Linked DNA regions of Mus musculus: region 2 is linked to region 1. Evidence: chromatin contacts called from public Hi-C data. All regions are on one chromosome and are shown on one strand. Each heading gives the region's core, a stretch centred on a gene start, on an enhancer-like site or on the middle of the called end of the contact. The rest is flanking DNA. Distances are from core to core; before and after follow the strand shown. Region 1 overlaps Tpk1 (thiamine pyrophosphokinase). Region 2 overlaps Tpk1 (thiamine pyrophosphokinase).

Region 1 (4,277 bases), core at 592-3,091:
TCTAGCTCCTTTATTGGGGATCCTGTGTTCCGTCCAATAGATGACTGTGAGCATCCACTTCTGTATTTGCCAGGCACTGGCATAGCCTCACAAGAGACAGCTATAGCAGGGTCCTGCCAGCAAAATCTTGTTGGCATCCACAATAGTGTCTGGGTTTGATGGTTGTTTATGGAATGGATCCCCAGGTCGGGCAGTCTCTGGATGGTCCTTCCTTTCAGTCTCAGCTCCGAATTTTGTATCTGTAACTCCTTCCATGGGTATTTTGTTCTCCCTTCTAAGAAGGATCAAAGTAGCCACACTTTGGTCTTCCTTCTTCTTGAGTTTCATGTGTTTTGCAAATTGTATCTTGGGTATTCTAAGTTTCTGGACTGATATCCACTTATTAGTGAGTGCATATCATGTGTGTTCTTTTGTGATTGGGTTACCTCACTCAGGATGATATCTTCCAGATCCATCCATTTGTCTAAGAATTTCATAAATTCATTGTTTTTAATAGCTGAGTAGTACTCCATTGTGTAAATGTACCACATTTTCTGTATCCATTCCTCTGTTGAGGGGCATCTGGGTTCTTTCCAGCTTCTGGCTATTATAAATAAGGCTGCTATGAACATAGTGGAGCATGTGTCCTTATTACATGTTGGAGCATCTTCTGGGTATATGCCCAGGAGTGGTATTGCTGGATCTTCCAGTATAACTATATCCAATTTTCTGAGGAACCGCCAAACTGATTTCTAGAGTGGTTGTACAAGCTTGCAGTCCCACCAGCAATGGAGGAGTGTTCCTCTTTCTCCACATCCTTGCCAGCATCTGCTGTCACCTGAGTTTTTGATCTTAGCCATTCTGACTGGTGTGAGGTGGAATCTCAGGGTTGTTTTGATTTTTATTTCCCTGATGATTAAGGATGTCGAACATTTTTTCAGGTGCTTCTCAATCATTCAGTATTCCTCAATTGAGAATTCTTTGGTTAGCTCCGTACCCCATTTTTAAAAATATGGTTGTTTGGTTTTCTGGAGTCCAACTCCTTGAATACTATATATATATATATATATATATATATATATATATATATATATATATTGGATATTAGCTCCCACCCCATCGGATTTAGGATTGGTATAGATCTTTTCCCAATCTGGTGGTTGCCTTTTGGTCTTATTGACAGCGCCCTTTGCCTTACAGAAGCTTTGCAATTTTATGAGGTCCCATTTGTCAATTCTTGATCTTACAGCACAAGCCACTGGTATTCTGTTTAGGAATTTTTCCCCTGTGTCCATATCTTCGAGGCTCTTCCCCACCTTTTCCTCTGTAAGTTTCAGTGTCTCTGGTTTTATGTGAAGTTCCTTGATCTACTTAGACTTGAGCTTTGTACAAGGAGTTAAGAATGGATCAATTCGAATTCTTCTACATGCTAACCACCAGTTGAGCCAGTACCATTTGTTGAAAATGCTGTCTTTTTTTCCACTGGATGGTTTTACGTGTACTCCTTTTAAGGCACTGTCTATTCCTTCTCCTCTCCCTCACATCTGATCAAGCCAACCCTATGGGAAAGAATACCTGATGCTGGAGTCTAACTGCAACAGGGAGAGCTATCCAATGAAGAAAAGCAAAACCCCTCCCTTGACCTAGCCACACATCTTGGCGTAGCAGTTAGGACTCTCTATTACCTGGCTATTTCTTACCTACTTGCCAGCCATTCTCTAGAGCTGTCTGTTCCTTGAGTAAGTCAACATCTCCCATTTTTATGGAAAATTTTGGATTCTTCCCCCCCACCCCCAAGGAAGTCTGCAAATTGGATGCACACAGACTGATTTCACAGGTCCTGCCTTAGCCTGTATTACTCATTCTCCACCCTACAGTGACTAAGTTAACAGTGGTTTGTCTGGTTGAAAAGGATGTGGTTCCCTCCGTAGAACGCACTTGGCATTAGATGCTGACTATTTAGAATCTTAGTTCAGGGCATTAAAAAGTACCCAATGAGCCTGAAGCATCCTGTTCCAAAAATAAGAAAATGATCCAAAAACCTGTTTAGACATGTCGCAAGGACAGAGTAGCTGGGGCGATTTGAGGTAGAAAAGAATGTTTAGGGAAATGCATAACAATACATTTAATAAAGAAGCTCCAAAAACAGGAGGAGAGAAGAAATTCTCTTTACAGTAGAATGTTAACTCTAAGGAAGAGTGATAGAAAGTCACTATTTTGCAGCAAGCAGTGTAATAACTGGGTCAGGCGAAACCATTAGTGTTAAGTCACCAGCTGAAATGATGTTGGCAAGCGGATGATCACAGTATCAAAGTGCCACTCCTGTGTTGTTGTCAATTTCAGAAGAACAAAGGGAACAGCCAGATCCCGGGACCTTCAGATCTTAGGCAGATGATCAATGATCAAGCAGCATCAGTAAGAAAAGGACAAACAGTGGCTCCGTGCCTCCTGAGCTGGTGCTAAGGAGGGATGAAGTACAATGTATTACTTTTTGCTTCAAAATGCTTGACCTGAATCAAAAAATGAATAATGAAACAGATAAGTACTAATTGTGGTTGGTGAAGAAATTAGCTGCCAGGACACTTCAAAATCATGTCATGAACCCCCTAACTAGTGGAGAGACTTCTCTGGTTCAGCAAAGCAAACAGTCATGTCAATTAAAGAAAACACATCATTTTTTTAAAGTAGGTCTAATATTTAAAACACTTGAAAAAAAGCAATTGGACACATGTATTCATACGGTCTGAGTACCTCTGTCCTATCGATGTATACTTTGGGGGCAGTGCGAATGTGGGAAGATGTACTGGTCCTCAGGAGACTGGAGGTAGCAAGGCCATGGGCTAGCATGGAAGCACTGCCCTCTTTTCGCCTGTGTCTGCATACGCTAAGTCAAGTCAACCACACAGCTTCTGACTGCTTTGCACTAAGGCCATTCTGAATTGAAGAAAATTTGTCTGATTCAGACAGAGGTTGAGTACCAGAGTCAGCCTCTGAGAGGAGCTCCAGCAGAGTAAGCACACAGCCTGGGATGAAGCAATGGATGAACCTGCTGTCGGCACACTGAAGCTGTCCAAGCGCAACCTTTGCTTACACTCTGATGTAAAAGGGTCTTGATATTAACCTGCATTTTCCAGAAGAACCCCCTACGCTGTGACAATGGTAAGTGAAACTTACCCTTATGCTGGCCTCTGATAATCGTCACAGTGGGCGTTCCCTCTGAACCTTATCTCCCCAAACTCTGACCACTGGAGGTTTCCTGAGGCCAGCACTCAGCCCCTTTCAGCCTAACAAGGAATCTTCATGCATGAAAGCAAGGAAGGCACTCCCCTTCACCTCTCAGTGGCTGCAAGCCTCCTCCACTCATCTGTGCACTTAGCCGTCACACATCCATGCAACCCTGCAAGAGGCCTGGCGGGTGCCTGGGGCTTCAGATGCTCAATCACTAATTAATTAATTTTAATTCTTACTTCTACTCAGCCTGCTATCCCAAAACACAATTACACCAGAGAAGTTCTGCTATTTGTTGGAATCACGACTAATTATATCAGTTTGAATCTCTCTTCCAAGATCAATACCTTCCAATGCTTAGATCTGCCTAAAATAAGCAAAAAACATAATTCTTTGTTAAAACATATTCCCCAATATGTTACATCAATAGTGTATTCTATTCAGGGCAGGCTCTCCAGAAGTTAAGGAGATAATTAGAGCTCCTTTTTAGAAATAAAGAAAAGACTATTGGGTTTATAGGACAAAAAGGATAGTCCATGTCCATAAAATGTGACCACTTTGCATTAATTATTTGGGTTAAGCTGACAAAAACTGCCTGGAAATCTTCATTGTGTGCACAGAGAGCACTGATCGACAACAAAAGGACTGCTGTCCTGCGCTCAGCATCTGGGAATCAGCACAGCTTCCTGTGGTCACTGGTAAGCTGGAAACTCTCCACACCAATATGAGAAGTATGACAGCATATAGCAGAGGTGATGTCCAGGTCCAGGCTCTCAGCCCAGGGTGCCTGCCTGGAGAACAGTGCAGGGAGGCTGGGCCTTGGTACCACCCTGGAGAACGGAGAGCCCAACCTTCCCTTCTACTAGCCTCATATCCCATGAGTTTTGTGGGGAAAATCCTCAGGCGACCTCAGCATCCACTTAGAAGATGCCTATAATGTCTGCCACTGTAATTTCTCACACTGTAAGGTGAAGACGAATGAGTTAATGCCTGCACATAGCTCTGATTTCTCTGGAAAAGCACAGAACGTCTGTAATATAGCATCATTTCATCCACACAAGGAGGCCTTG
Region 2 (4,277 bases), core at 1,211-3,710, 67 kb after region 1:
ATTGCGATGAGTATTTTGGTTGACAACTTGACTACATCTGGAATTAACTAAAATTCCAAAATGGCTGGGTACACCTGTGAGGATTTTTGCTTAATTAAACCATTTGAAATGAGAAGATTCAGTTTCTAATCTGTATCTTTGGGATAAAAAGCCACACCTGTAATCTGGGTTAAACCAACTGGAGGCCTATATAAAGGACATGGAAAAGGAAGTTCACTCTTTGCTTGTTCTTTCTCTAGCTAACAAGTCCATCCCTTCATTGGTATTAGAGTTCACTTCTACAGTATACTGGAAACTAGCTGAGATATTCTCCCTTGAGGACAGAACAACTATTGGATTCTTGGACCTTCTCTTCACAGGTGGCCATTGTTGAATTAGCTGAACCACAGCCTGTAAGCACTCTAATAACTCTCATATATATGGATATATAGTGGGACTCATTCTATAAGCTCTGTTATTGTAGCGAACCCTGATTAATACAGCTATGGAACATGAAATCAATTGATTCACATTTGATACATATGAAATGAAATCACAATAATTCTGTCACAACAGCATAAAACCAGAACAATACTTAGGAATTAATGAAACAAAAGGGCTGTTAACTAATGCAGTGATATCATCTTTATGTAGCCCAAAATGTTTAACGAGCTGAATAAGTGAAAAGCAGGCAGTGCTCACAGCTTAGATGATGTGACAGTGATGAGATGGTGATCCTCTACAACGTGGTTTATAGAATCCAGACAATCCCTAGGGGAATCACAGCTGATTTCTTTATAAGAGCCAACACACGTACTCATATTATTACCTCATATCACTTCTAAAATTAATAAAAAGTAGATACTCAGAACCTGAAGGTAAAATCCTATAAATAGCAACATAGGAGTGAATATTTATGACATTGGGGTAGGCAAAAATATTCTTTAAAAAATGTGTGTAGTTTATATCTGTGTGCAATTGTTGTCGGTATATGTAGGTTATATATATATGTATAAGCATATTTGTACGTATGCAAGTATGTGCACATGGCAAACATCATGTCTTGTTTTTCAGCCTTTTTTACTGACTTACCAATTATGTTAGACAGGCTTGACAACAAACTCCAGGCTCTGTCTATCCTCACCTCCCCCAAACTGCTGGTTATAAGCATGCCTGTGTGGCACTTTACTAAAGGAGCTATCTCCACAGTCCTAGCACAGGTTTTTGTTTGTTTGCTTTTAAATAAAAGATCATAACAAGTTATGATTTTTTAAATATTATAAGTGGCAGCACTACTATACTGTGTTACTGAATAATTTTAAGAGGTTAAAAAGTTAAAATAGAATAAAAAACATAAAGTATTTTATTTCTATTATTAATGACCAAACTAGTAAATAAAACCAGCAGTCCAAAGGAGAGTTAAACAACAGATACATCACTGTTCAGGGCTGCTGAAATACACCTTCTAATAGAACATGCAATAATAACTCATTTTGTTTGTACTGAGAAGATGTGTGACTTATTTAAGTAGGAACCATAGTCAGCATTTAAAACACAAAATACCCAAGCTACAAAATAACCACAATCAAGAATAGGCTCAATGTGCTATAGAATCAGGTTGTCCAGACCAGGCCTTCTCAGGCACTCAAGGATATTCAGGGAGGCTTCTCTCTACTTCAACAGCTTCTAAAAGATTTCATGGCAACAAGCAGTTTGAGGAGTGAAAAATTTCTGTTATTTGATTTATTAACGTTGACTCAACCTAACATGTACAATCCATTATATTTATCTTTTATTTACATTTATTTTTTATCTTTCTTTTATTAAAAATAGATTTTCTTCATACAATATATTCTGATTATGGTTCCCTTCCTCCAAGTCCTCTGAATCGCTTGCCACCTCTCCTCCCATCAGAATCCACATCCTATCTGTCTCTCCTTGGAAAACACCCTGGTATCTAAGGAATAATAATAAGTTATAATATGACAAGACAAACAAACTGAAGAAAAAGCACTAAGGAAAAAGCACAAGATACCTATGTAGATGGATCCAGTTATAACAGAGTCCAGGAATGGAGTTATATGAGAAATCTGAGTGCTAGTGATAAAACTACAAGAAAACAAGGCAAGCATCTTATGACCTCAGTTTCCTCAAACTACAGAACTGTTGCTGAACTGTGCTTTTGTGCTGCTTCAGGTGGAGCAGATGCCTCTATGGAAAAGCGCGGTTTTGCCCTGTGGGGCTTGTCCTTGTGATTGTATACTTCACTCAGCTGACTCTTCTTACCCGCAGAGGATAATACTGTTTGATGCTCCCAATAAAGTTGGCTACTACATGGAAATTCAGTCTGACTCACTTTTAGGTCCCTTCTCCGAGGTTCACACCACCAACTAGAGTAGCAACAACACACATGTTCCATACACAGAGGAGTCACTAAAAACAAAACTGGAAGTCATAACAGAAATGTAAAAACCTCCGTTGTATTAGTCATCTACCGCTGAGCATGGGGACTGGCTTTACGAGTAGTTTGTATCCCCAGTGAGACTCCCTTGAGGAAATTGATTTTTTCCTTTGTGGGTAGTTATTAGTTGGAAGTATCTACTAGGCTGGGAGGGGGAGGGGCTGTGTTTCTTTCAGCACTGGGACACATCTGGGTCAGATTCCCTGCAGGCTCTTTGCATGCTGTCACACTCTATGAGAGTTTATATCTGTGTCAGTCCTGCCGTGTTTAGAGGACCTTGCTTCCTTAAGCTGTCATTCTGTGGAGAATATCCAATAGCCTTGGCAATAGCCTGGGTTGTTCGGGGTTTCCATGAGGCCCCTTTGGACAACAACTGGATTAGACATAGCCATTTCTGACACTGGAAGCTTCATTTGGTGATGAGAAATGTCTGGTTGGGGCTTCATCTCTTCTGTCATTTGGCAATTCTATTTACATTTCTTTCATACACTAATATGTTTTAGGAAGCTTGTATTAGTTTTCCATACAGCCCTTCAAATGGCCCTTAACACTAGCTGTTTCTCCGTGTACTTCTTCCTTCTTCCCCTCTTCCCTCTCCTTCCACATTTGATCCTCCTGTTCCTGTCCCCACCTTGTCCATTCATAACTATGTACTCTATTTCCCTTTCCTAAGGAGATATCTATCACCTCCTAGTCCCTTACTCCATACATAACACCTACGGTTCTACAGATTGTAGTGTGGTTATCACTGACTTAACAGCTAAAATCTACATATAAGGGAATAAAACTGTGTTTGTCACTCTGGATATGGGTTACCTTACTCAAAATGATTTTTTTTCCTAAGTCAATACATGTGCCTACAAATGTCATGATTTTATTTTTTCTTTAGCAGTTGAGTAAAACTGTATTGTGTAAATGTGCCACATTTTCTTTACCCATTCATCTTCTGACAGAAATCTATGCTGCTTCCAATTTCTGGATATTATGGAGACAGCAGCAAGGAACATGATTGAACAAGTGTTTTTGTGGTGGGATTAAGAATCCTTTGGATATAGGCCCAGGAATAATATAGGCAGACCTCGAGGTAGATCGAATCCCAGCATCCTGAAGAATGGCCAGACTGATTTCCATGGAGTCTGTACAAGTCTGCAGTTCCACCAGCCATGAATGAGTTTTTCTTTTACTATATCTTTGCCAGCATGAGCTGTCATTTGTTTTAGTGGTTTTGGGCATTCTGATAGGTGTAATAGGAAATCTCAAAGTGGTTTTGATTTGCATTTCTCTGCATTACAAATGTGCCTATCCCATCATGCATTTTTCATTTATTATCATAAATATGTAGAGACAACAATTATTTTAAAACTTGAAGCAACCTGTTACCACACAAATGAATAATGGCATATTGTATTTAGGCAAGATCAAACATTATATCCTTCCAAGAAAGCATTATTCTTCAAAGTCAGGAATGTGCATAATGCTGTGAGAGCTGGAGGATGGAGGATATTCTAATGACCTCAGGCAAGTACACATGGACTTAGGACTTCCATTACCATATGGACTAGGATGCTGGGCTACAGCCCCTTTCTTCCATTTGTCCTTTGGCTTGGTATTTTATCCTTCCTGATACCAGTACTGAGTAATTTGGTCATCTCTAGATCTAGGAGAGAGCTTACTGCTGTCTACTTTGGATCCTTGTAAGTAATGGGAAATGTGGGAATTAAAACAGTTGATTCAGGTTGCAATGTTTTCAAAACACTTCTAATGGGAGCTCATCTCAGCTTCGGCTGAACAGCTTCAAAGCCCATCGCACACTTAGGTGCAGGGAGGAGACCTGCTC

What was found. A called contact is a pair of places that touch in the nucleus more often than the background predicts.
Region 2: a contact with region 1 is called in a Hi-C map of CD8 T cells, with 2.1 times the contacts expected there. The contact joins two enhancer-like sites. A contact is called at or near these places in 13 of 484 Hi-C or Micro-C datasets (CD8 T cells, the F1.1 cell line, the HL-1 cell line and 6 more).

The regions. Positions count from the first base shown.
Region 1 is chr6:43,351,765-43,356,041 of GRCm38.p6, forward strand. The region is part of intron 8 of Tpk1 (thiamine pyrophosphokinase); the gene reads right to left. Among named protein-coding and RNA genes, the nearest start is that of Gm35113, 26 kb to the right of the region's middle. Within about 2 kb of position 1,842, at least 25 of the 459 cell types and tissues checked have an H3K27ac peak or open chromatin away from gene starts, as enhancers often do. A contact at or near this core is called in CD8 T cells, where this site is marked.
Region 2 is chr6:43,418,106-43,422,382 of GRCm38.p6, forward strand. The region is part of intron 8 of Tpk1 (thiamine pyrophosphokinase); the gene reads right to left. It overlaps Gm38800 (a long non-coding RNA gene), which reads left to right. Exons shown (of 5, transcript XR_003956426.1): 4 at 240-392; 5 at 1,813-2,320. Among named protein-coding and RNA genes, the nearest start is that of Gm38800, 8.2 kb to the left of the region's middle. Within about 2 kb of position 2,461, at least 12 of the 459 cell types and tissues checked have an H3K27ac peak or open chromatin away from gene starts, as enhancers often do. A contact at or near this core is called in CD8 T cells, where this site is marked.